Linked DNA regions of Mus musculus: region 1 is linked to region 2. A link is a contact called in public Hi-C data. All regions are on one chromosome and are shown on one strand. Each heading gives the region's core, a stretch centred on a gene start, on an enhancer-like site or on the middle of the called end of the contact. The rest is flanking DNA. Distances are from core to core; before and after follow the strand shown. Region 1 overlaps Nemf (nuclear export mediator factor). Region 2 holds the start of 9330151L19Rik (RIKEN cDNA 9330151L19 gene).

Region 1 (4,882 bases), core at 120-2,619, 120 kb before region 2:
ACCAGGCTGGCCTAGAACTCAGAAATCCACCTGTCTCTGCCTCCCAAGTGCTGGGATCAAAGGCATGTGCCACCACCGCCTGGCCATAACACTGATTTTGTAAAAAAAAAAAAATTCAATTATTCATTTATAGTGGTTGTGAAAATGAATGAATTTTATTTTCTGTGCATTGGTGTGTCACCTGCACATTTGTCTGTGTGAGGTGTCACATCCCCTGGGTTGGAGTTATAGACAGACAGTTGGGAAACATCAGATGGGTGCTGGGAATTGAACCTGCGTCTTCTGGAAGAGCAGTTGATGCTCTTAACTGCTGAGCCATCTCTCCAGCCTCCTTGGTCTTATTTCCCCTTTCCCTTTTACATGCTCTTGCCGTTTTCTTTTCTCCCCCTTTAATTCTAAGATATTAATAAGAATAAATAAATTGAAATTAATCAGGACATTTTTGTATAAAACCTAAGCCTGGGGACCAACGGCTAGGTACAGTATTTGTTATGTGAGCACGGGACCCTGAGTGCAGAGCCCCGGTACCCACACAAAGCTGAGCACGCAGTGAGCTAGCTGTTGTCTCAGCACTGGGAGGAAAAACAGGATTCTTTGTTTTTGCTGGCCAGCCAGCCCAGTCAGAAACCAAAAAGACTTGGCAAACTTTGTTCAGTGGGTGATCCTATCTCAGGATAAGATAGAGTTTAATAGAACAAAACACACAACATCTTCCTCTGGGCTCTTCATGTACACACATAAGAAATATACCTTAGATATTTTAGCAGTTAGGTACATGAGGGTAAAAGACTCCAAGGAGAATTAGCATTACAACGAGGACAAAAAAGTTTGGATGTAAAAAAAAATGCTTTGGGGCTGGTGAGATGGCTCAGTGGGTAAGAGCACCCGACTGCTCTTCTGAAGGTCCGGAGTTCAAATCCCAGCAACCACATGGTGGCTCTCAACCATCCGTAACGAGATCTGGAGTGTCTGAAGACAGCTACAGTGTACTTACATATAATAAATAAATCTTAAAAAAAATGCTTTGGTGAAATAATAAATAGACTTGAGATGAAAGAAAAGGAAAGTTTATGTATATGTTATAAAAATCATAGCTGTTTAGGTTAGAAGGAAATTAAAAATAAGAGAACATGGAATGACTAAGTGTTGGAGAACCTTGCAATTTAGGTCATAGTCCTCCATGGCAGGTTGGTTGTCTGAGCTCTGCACACAGTGAGGGGCTCCCTTTCTCAGTGGGGCTTCCCATCTCTGCCTCTTTGTCCAGAGACTCAGGTCAGTGGCCTTGTCTCAGAGTGACCTTGTACAGAGCTGTCTGCCAGGCTGCATAACTCAACCTAGATAAGGAAACAGAAGGTTAAGGGAAGTCTGGGAAGGGAGGTTATAAGGATACAGAGGAAATCTGGCAGGCAGTGAGGGCCTGGGCTGAGACAGCAGCACTGAGATCAGATGCCAAGGCAGCAGAGTACACCCTTCTTCTTTAACAGGTTTGTATTTGGAAACACTTGTTTATCCCATTCACCAGTGCCTAGGATGTGGCAGAGCCTTGCTCATAGAACACTGCAAACCCCAGTGTCTGCACATCAGGGTGGTTAGCTGAATAAGTGAATGTGGAGTTGAGGAAGGATAAGCCAATAATATTTTTAAGTCTGGGGTTATTTAAGCCTCGTTATATATAGTGCTTTGGTGTGATTATCAAGCTAAGGAGAGGCTACCACACACTTTACATCTTCCCTTTTCCTTTTACAGTTTTTAGGACACATTTGACATTCTTAAAATTTGATATTTCTGCTTGATTTGTATGTAGAGAAATGAAAAAGAAAAAGCTCCCATGTGAGTCAGGGGATTTAGAAGTGATAGAAGAAAAGGACAAAGAGAGAGAAAGTGCTGTGCACACTGAAGCTTACCAAAACACAAGCAAAAATGTGGCAGCTGGACAGCCAATGAAAAGAGGACAGAAGGTAAGAAATCAACTTGTAAATGATCTTTTAGTTCAGTATGGCTCACAAGCGAAGCTGAGGGGCTCCTCTTGGTTTTGTAAAGTGTAAAAGTGCAATAGAACGGGCTGGCTGCTCTTCCAGAGGACGCGGCTTCAGTCCCAGCACTTACACCACAGCCGGCAACTCTTACCTTTAGTTCAGGAGATCCAGCATGCTTTCTGGTCTCCGTGTGGTACCAGGCATGTAAGTGGTACATAGATACACGTGCAGACAAAACACCCATAGACATAAAATAATTTGTTTGTGTGTTTGTTTGTTTGTTTTTCGAGACAGGGTTTCTCTGTATAGCCCTGGCTGTCCTGGAACTCACTTTGTAGACCAGGCTGACCTCGAACTAAGAAATCTGCCCGTCTCTGCCTCCCAAGTGCTCGGGTTAAAGGCATGTGCCACCACTGCCTGGCAAAATCATTTTTAAGTAAAATAGAGTATGTACAAGGATTTTTTTTTCCAATTCTGTGACTGAAAATTAGCTGGAAAAGTAAGAGTGTTCCAGATGAAGGTGTTCATCTGGGAAGGGCTTCCACCTACACATACAGACTTCCTGATGCTGAACATAGCTGAGATCCTAAGTACCAACTAGCACTGAGATGGTAGAGAATGCCTCCTTCATTGTTGCTAGACTGGGATTTGAAGGTTAGACAAGGCAGTCATTGTGAAGTAGATTTCATGTTCTCACTGCGGCAGGACCGATGGCGGGGCATTATTTGCTTGAGATGGTGGGAAGCAGGAAACAGAAAATCCATGTCCTGGCAGGAGGGCTGCCAGTGTGTCATCAACAACCTGGGTCACCAAGTGAAGCCACCTAGACAAGCCTGTTCAGTCCCAACCCTCCACCCTCTCAAGAATTTACTATACCTGTTACTATTCTTGCACAGGGGCCCAAGAAGGGAGAGGGCTCACAGACAGTGGGTGGGCAGTGAGCCAGACTTATTTAAAGACACTTAAAAAAAAACGTTGTGTTGATTTACCGTTACTTGTATGTATGCCTTCTGTCCCATTGTGGCAAATTCCTTAAGGATGAGGGCTATGGCATATCCATCTTCCTGTGTTCCATATTGTTCTTTATAATGCTTGGCACCTTGTTCAAAAGCGTATTTGATAGAATGAAAGAGGCATTTTAAAAATAGGCTTTACTGCTGATTTTTTTTTCAAATCTTCTGATTTCAGAGTAAAATGAAAAAAATGAAGGAAAAATACAAAGACCAGGATGATGAAGATCGTGAACTTATTATGAAGTTGCTGGCAGTGAGTATCATCTAGAATCATTTCTCTTCTAGGCTGTGAGGGACATTCAAAACCTTAGCAGTGTTTGGGCTGAGACGCCTCTGTGAGCAAAGGCGCTTTCGCCAAGCCGCAGCTCACTTCCTAACCCACATGTTCAAAGGAGAAAACTAACTCCTGCGCGTCAACTCCACGTGTGGCCCTACACTCAGAAACATACACCCAAACGTAAGGAAAATAAAAGCTGGCTGAGATTCACAACATAAAGGTCCATTATTAGTAGTACTAATCATAATTACATTGACTTTTCCCCCTGATGAATTGAAAGTCTGCAGGTTCGAACAAAGAAGAAAAGGGGAAGAAAGGAAAGAAAGGAAAACCAAAAGATGAACCTGTGAAAAAACCCCCACAGAAACCAAGAGGTGGACAGCGGGTTTTAGATGTTGTTAAAGAACCTCCGTCCCTGCAGGTTTTAGCTCATGACTTACAAGACTTAGCTGTCGATGATCCACATGATGACAAGGTGAGTGTCCTCAGCTCAGGTGACCAGGGCCTGGAACTGACAAGGCTAGCCCACGGCATGCCACTGTCCTTATCATAGAAACAGTCTCAAAGACTAAAATCCATTTCATAAAAATGGGGAGTGAGAAACTTCTAAAGAGAGGGCTTTCTGTAAAGTGCTCCAGAGAGCCTGAGTCCTTGCCCTAGAACTGGTGGACTTTATATGCTTATGATCCAGCACCTGGGGAGCACGTGGAGTAGACCCCACTCAGCAAGCTCCAGGCCAATGAAAGATCTTATCTTAAAGTGGACGGTGTTCCTGAAGATGACATCCACAGGGACACAGGCAGGAGTGTATGTACTCACAAAAGTTTTATGGAAGAGATTTTACATTATTCCCGTGGAACTCAGTTTAAGAAGAGAAAGAATTGGGTTTATTTTGAGTAGAAATAAATTTTACTTCTGTAATCTTTTCTATAGGATTATAAACTTTATTGTGTTACATAGTATTAAAAAAATAACTTATTAGGGGTTAGGTCTCAGTTATAGAAGTTAACTTTCTCCAGCTAGGTAGTTTTATTTGATTGCTTTATCAAATCATTTAAAAGCCAGTTAAGTATATCTTCGTTCATAAACAGATAATGTATTCTTGAAGTGCTGAGCTTTTACAAAGAGATGTGTATGCGGCTGGCAGGTGTGGTGATCACTGGAGTCCCAGCACAATCAGCTATGTTACTTCGCTTTTAGTTTAGTTTACTTCAGTTTAGTGAGATGTTTACAGGGATTTCTTGTCACTATTTCCCCCTCTACTCAACAGTGTTGTTTATGGTTCTAAACTTCGTTTTGGTTCTCAAGTTTTTATATATACTATTGCCATATCTGTGGTTTTATCTATAAACCTTAGGCTCAAAAATGTCCATACCAGATATGGTTGTTTATAGCCAGAATTCCAGCACTTGGAAGGCCAAAGCAGAAGGAGCAGAAGGAAAGATTCCTAAGAGGAATTATTCATCTTTTGTGGGTATAGATAATGGTCTAGCCCAGTGTGATGATGTTGAGAACTGGAGCTTTCAGAAGGGAAGTAATGCTCTTATAAGAGATTAAAGGAGTCTCTCAGGTGAAGACCTGGCATCAAATGCTAGTTTCTACTATTACAGTTTAGC
Region 2 (5,259 bases), core at 2,028-4,527:
CCCTGCACATATACACACAATTAACAATAAGTCTTTAAAGTGTGTGTATGTGTACACAAACACATCTAGCACGCACGTGATGTTTCTGTTGGATGTATACCTCAAATGGAATTTTTTCATTATATGCGTTTATATTCAACAGTAATTTCCCCAAATGATTGTTCTAACATATTTTCCCAACATAAGAGAGTGCCTGCCAGTGTGCTTTACAGCATGGATTTTTAATTTTTATGTGTGTTGGTGTTTTGCCTGCATGTATATCTGTGTGAGGGTGTCAGATCCCTGGAACTGGAGTTACAGACAGTTCTGACCTGCCATGTGGGTGCTGGGAATTTAACCCAGGTCCTTTCCGAGAGCAGCCAGTGCCTGCTCCTATCTGCTGAGCCATCTCTCCAGCCCTACAAAAGTTGTCTGTCTGTCTCTCTCTCTCTCTTTCTTCTAGTGGTTTAACATTATGTTACCAGGTTGGCAGGATGGCTTAGTGAATAAAAGCATTTTCTGTGCACAAGCCTAACCCCCGGAGTCCCATTCCTGGGACCCACGCTGGGAGAGAGGAACTCCCAGTTGTCTTCTGACCTACACATGCGTTCACGGTGGATGCATGCACATATACAATGATAAAATTTCAAAAAGTACATTATTTATTTACACAGGTAGAGTACGCAATAAATATCTGACGCAGACTGATCCAGTAACAGATGACATTTAAGAGGGAAGATGAGCAGCACTGGCAAGTCCATGAATAGGGAAGCTGACAGAGGAAGGGCAAAGAAAGTAAAGAACAAGAATTTGGAATGCTGAAAATGAAAGAGGAAGGGAAGTCACGCCATTTCAGGCCTCTGGGGCTTAAGCAGTTATTACTCAAATGGAGACATCTGATGGACAGTTGATGAGTCTATAAGCTTAGAATGTGAAACAGAAGTTGGTTATTTGAGTTTTATTTACTTACTTGTTTTGGGTTTTCAAGACAGCGTTTCTCTGGATTCCTTGGCTTTTCTGGAACTTGCTCTGCAGACCAGGCTGGCCTTGAACTCAGAGTCACCATGGTAGTTGAGTACATATATTTAGCATGTGAAAGAGATGGCATAACGGAGATGAGGTGTCATCCCAATCTTGGGACAGTCTACTTAAAATGTAACAGAGGAAGGCCTGCAGATTGGTGGAAAGAATGCTTGTCTCAGGTGTGAGGCCCTGGGTGTGGTTCTGTGGACATTCCCTCCCACAAAAGGAGGAGGCATAAGAGAGAAGCCTGGGAAAGGTCTTGTGATTGCAGTAATGCCAGTATAAACTGCTAAATGCTGCACTTGTAAAACAGGTCTGGGACTGCCCAGCAATCAATAAGTAACCATACCCTAGACCTGGGTGTGTGGCTCAGTGGTACAGCTCAGGCCACAGGTGGGAAGTCCTGGATCCCACACCTAGCCCTGTAACAAAACCAAGTTTCTATAGTCTGGCACAGTAAAGTTCCATTATGTAACTACTACATCTGCTGCATTGGTTCCTAGTGGAGCATTGTTAAGAGACTACAGAGTCAATCTAAGGATATCTAGTTTAAAAAAAAAGCGCAGTTATAAATTCTATTCTCAACCCAAGGAAATTGATCAGGACAAACTGTAATTTTGCTAAGTGATTTGAGAGCTTGCATTTACATTATAAAAAGCGAACACCTTTCTGATGCTTATTAATCTCTGGGATTTGTTTTGTCATCTTTTGCCCCCAAGGGTTTCTGGGAGACAACTATAAGGTGGAATACCTGAAAATGGTAAGGGTTTACTAACGTTGGTTCCACAAAGTAAAGAGAGTCAGATAAAGTTAGGTTTGTGAATTAGCTAGTAAACTTCTCTCTTGTTGGTGAAATTAAACAGTTAATAAGATAAAGACACAGCGCTGAAGATGAGGACAGTTACCACAATAGACTGCAAAGTACACGTATCCTGACACAGTAATTTAAAACCTGTAGCAGGTAGTGTCTGCTTGGTTTGAAGTAACAGTGGAGCCTATTTCTAGCATTTCTACCAGATCGCTGCCCCTCCTCCCAGGCGTTACTATGGCAACAAAGCACGCGCTGCCCGGCCTTGACAATCCAGCCGTTACCTTCTTGGACTGGTCAGTTCTCCATGAGCCAGACTCTGAAGCGCATCCTAGACACTCAATTCACCCTGATCCTTCACTGGGTCTGGGCATTGGGCCGTGTGGGTCACCATGGCCAAGGCGGCGGCCTCCTCAGCGCTGGAGGACTTGGATCTGAGCAGAGAGGAGGTGCAGCGGTTCACCTCCGCCTTTCAGGACCCAGAGTTCCGCCGAATGTTCTCCGAGTACGCCGCGGAGATCACGGACCCCGAGAACCGGAGGCGCTACGAGGAGGAGATCACAGCCCTGGAGCGGGAGCGTGGGGTGGATGTGCGGTTCGTGCACCCTGAGCCGGGCCATGTGCTGCGTACCAGCCTGGACGGGGAGCACCGCTGCTACGTGAACGTGTGCAGCAACTCACTGGTAGGCGTACCTAGCAGCCGGCCCGGCCCGGGGCGCGGCGGCACGGCAGCTGGCAGCCACTGGTCCCTGCCCTATAGCCTGGCTCCCGGCCGCCAGTATGCCGGCCGCAACGGCGCCCGCTACACCGTCTACGACGTGGTCTTCCACCCCGAAGCGCTGGCGCTGGCCCGGAGCCACGAGCGCTTCCGCGAAATGCTGGACGCCACGGCCCTGGAGGCGGTGGAGCAGCAGTTCGGCGTCAGGCTGGACCGCAGGAACGCCAAGACCCTGAAGATCAAGTACAAGGGGATGCCCGAGGCCGCAGTGCTCCGCACGCCCCTACCCGGGGGCGTCCCGGCCCAGCCCGAGGGGGAGCCACCAGGGCTTTTCCCGGACCCACCATATCCATACCGCTACCCCGCGGCAGCGGCGGCGAACACTGCCCGCTCGCCCGCGTCCCCCGCTCCCGAGGCCGTGCAGCGCCCAGAGCCCACGGAGCCGCGCTGCTCCGTGGTGCAGCGCCACCACGTAGACCTCCAGGATTACCGCTGCTCGCGCGACGCGGCCCCGAGCACCGTGCCGCACGAGCTGGTGGTCACCATCGAGCTGCCGCTGCTGCGCTCGGTCGAGCGGGCGGAGCTGGAGGTGAAGGGGAAGCTGCTGTGCCTGGACTCGAGAAACCCCGACTACCGGCTGCGGCTCTCGCTGCCGTACCCGGTGGACGACGGCCGCGGCAAGGCACAGTACAACAAGGCGCGGCGGCAGCTGGTGGTCACGCTGCCGGTGGCGCTGGCCGACGCGCGCCAGGAACCCCCGGCCGCGACACCGGAAGAGCCCGCGGAGGAGACCGGAACTGACGACGTAGCCCGCACTTCCGCGGGCGATTTTGCAGCGGCGCGGGAAGAGTCTGCAGATGGAACCGGAGCTGACCACGGGGAGAAGAGCGGTGTGGGAGCCCCAGACCCCGGGGCTGCACACGCTGAAGGGGAGCTCGTTCCCGAACCGGAGCAGGACTTCGGAGGGGACTCGGTGGCACCTCTAGACCTCGGGAAAGGGACTTCTCCTGGGGACCGAAGCCTCCCTTACTCTGCTTTCCCGGGCGGCGACACCGAATCCCTGTGCGGAGACCCCGGTGTCCAGACGAATGAGGAGCAGGAGAGGACCCGCCACGACACCGCGGGCTCAGCCATGGGTGACCCCGGAACCGAGAGCATCGCACCCGTGTGCCCTCCTTTACAGTGTAATCAGGACGAAGACTCCTTGACTTTGCTCATCCAAGTGCCTGGGATTCTGCCACAAACTCTTCACGGACATCTAAGCCCCGTCGGTTACGAATTGTGCTTCTCTACACAAGACTCGGGTTATTCCTGCACTTTGCAGTTTGCTCCAGAGAATAAGTTGAGTACCAGAGAACCCGAGACTAGCGTTTCTTTAAATAATGCAGTCATAGTACTGGCAAAATCTCCAGAGAGCCACGGACTTTGGCGAGAGTGGTATTGTGGCTTGAACAAGGAGTCTTTGGAGGTAACCGTTCTCACTATTTGAAATACTCTATCTTACTTTAAACATTTTTTGTTACAGGCACATAAACAAATATTTTCTATCTATTCATACGATGACAGTGCAGGCTAAGCTCATTCTCAAAGAGAAGATTGCACGTATTCTATCCTAAGGATGCTCTTAAGCCTTCACGGTTGACCCGTATTACACCTGTTTACTCGGGGTCCACCGACTAGAAAACCAGTGGATTTTAGTGACTTCTCTCTAGACTTCTGGAAATGTATGCAAGAAATTGAGGGTTCAGTCTCTCCTGAGAAAAAGGTTATAACTATAGTTAGTAAGATCTTGTCTCAAAAAAACAAGTGTGTGTGTGGATTGGGCACTTGGTAATTTTGTTTGAGGTTTATATCAAAGTTATATGTAAACTGCAACAGTGAAGAGGCTAAGGTGTAGTTCGGTGGCAGAGTGTTGGCCTGCAGCCTCCCAGAAAGTCAAGTTGTCACAGACAACAATAGCTTTGTAGACTGTTCAACCCTGAGCTCTGAGCTCCAGCCTGCCAAAACAGTTCACTTCTTCTAGATGTTTTTCTAAATCACAGTGGGATTAAGGCATATTTGAAGACTTAAGTAGATTTATTATAATTATACCATTAATTATTATCACCTGTGATGGGGCTAATGGGATCATAAAACCCGTTCTTTTATTTTATACTATACTGTATCAAGCCCCAAGTATCGGACATAATGATGCGTTCAGGAGCGTTACACCCTAACGTTCAGGAGCCTGAGGCAGGAGGATTATGAGTTTGAGGCCAGTTTTTTTTTTTTTTTTTTTGGTTTTTCGAGACAGGGTTTCTCTGTATAGTCCTGGCTGTCCTGGAACTCACACTGTAGACCAGGCTGGCCTTGAACTCAGAAATCCGCCTGCCTCTGCCTCCGGAGTGCTGGGATTAAAGGCGTGTGCCACCACACCCAGCTTGAGGCCAGTTTTATAGTGAGACACAGTCCTAAAAAAAAAAGAAAATTGGGAGTAGTGAGACATACAGTAATTTCATTACTATATATGTTTTTATGAAACTAGTCATAGAGAGACTCGTGGCTTTCAAGGCCAGAATTGTCACTTTACACATAAAAAGTACTAAATACATATTTATTTACACCCTAAGTAGTAACTAAGTTTTAGGGCCAGTGAATTCAGCCACTCATAATAAAATCAGTCATTAGGATAAATATGAATTTTCTGTAGTTACCATTTCCATATAGATATTTCCTTGAATTCCTGAGAATT

What was found. Hi-C and Micro-C count contacts between places; a contact is called where the count stands out from the background.
Region 1: a Hi-C map of Sertoli cells shows a contact between it and region 2, with 2.3 times the contacts expected there. The contact joins the enhancer-like site here to the promoter of 9330151L19Rik in region 2. A contact is called at or near these places in 25 of 39 promoter capture datasets (the 3T3-L1 cell line, 3T3-L1-derived adipocytes, the C10 cell line and 17 more), 3 of 15 datasets of contacts at CTCF or cohesin (the NIH/3T3 cell line and large pre-B cells), 40 of 484 Hi-C or Micro-C datasets (the 3T3-L1 cell line, B cells, the C10 cell line and 30 more), 24 of 115 datasets of contacts at active chromatin or transcription factors (the 230-238 cell line, the NIH/3T3 cell line, the SCID.adh cell line and 14 more) and 5 of 9 other capture datasets (adipose tissue, embryonic stem cells, liver and 2 more).

Annotation. Positions count from the first base shown.
Region 1 is chr12:69,315,103-69,319,984 of GRCm38.p6, reverse strand. It overlaps Nemf (nuclear export mediator factor), which reads left to right. Exons shown (of 33, transcript NM_025441.3): 26 at 1,805-1,958; 27 at 3,165-3,242; 28 at 3,547-3,741. Among named protein-coding and RNA genes, the nearest start is that of Klhdc2, 21 kb to the right of the region's middle. Within about 2 kb of position 1,369, at least 13 of the 459 cell types and tissues checked have an H3K27ac peak or open chromatin away from gene starts, as enhancers often do. A contact at or near this core is called in Sertoli cells and granulosa cells, where this site is marked.
Region 2 is chr12:69,195,229-69,200,487 of GRCm38.p6, reverse strand. It overlaps 9330151L19Rik (RIKEN cDNA 9330151L19 gene), which reads right to left and starts at 3,277. Exons shown (of 2, transcript NR_033222.1): 1 at 2,873-3,277; 2 at 620-2,760. It overlaps Dnaaf2 (dynein, axonemal assembly factor 2), which reads left to right and starts at 2,059. Exons shown (of 3, transcript NM_027269.4): 1 at 2,059-3,996. The coding sequence starts at 2,203.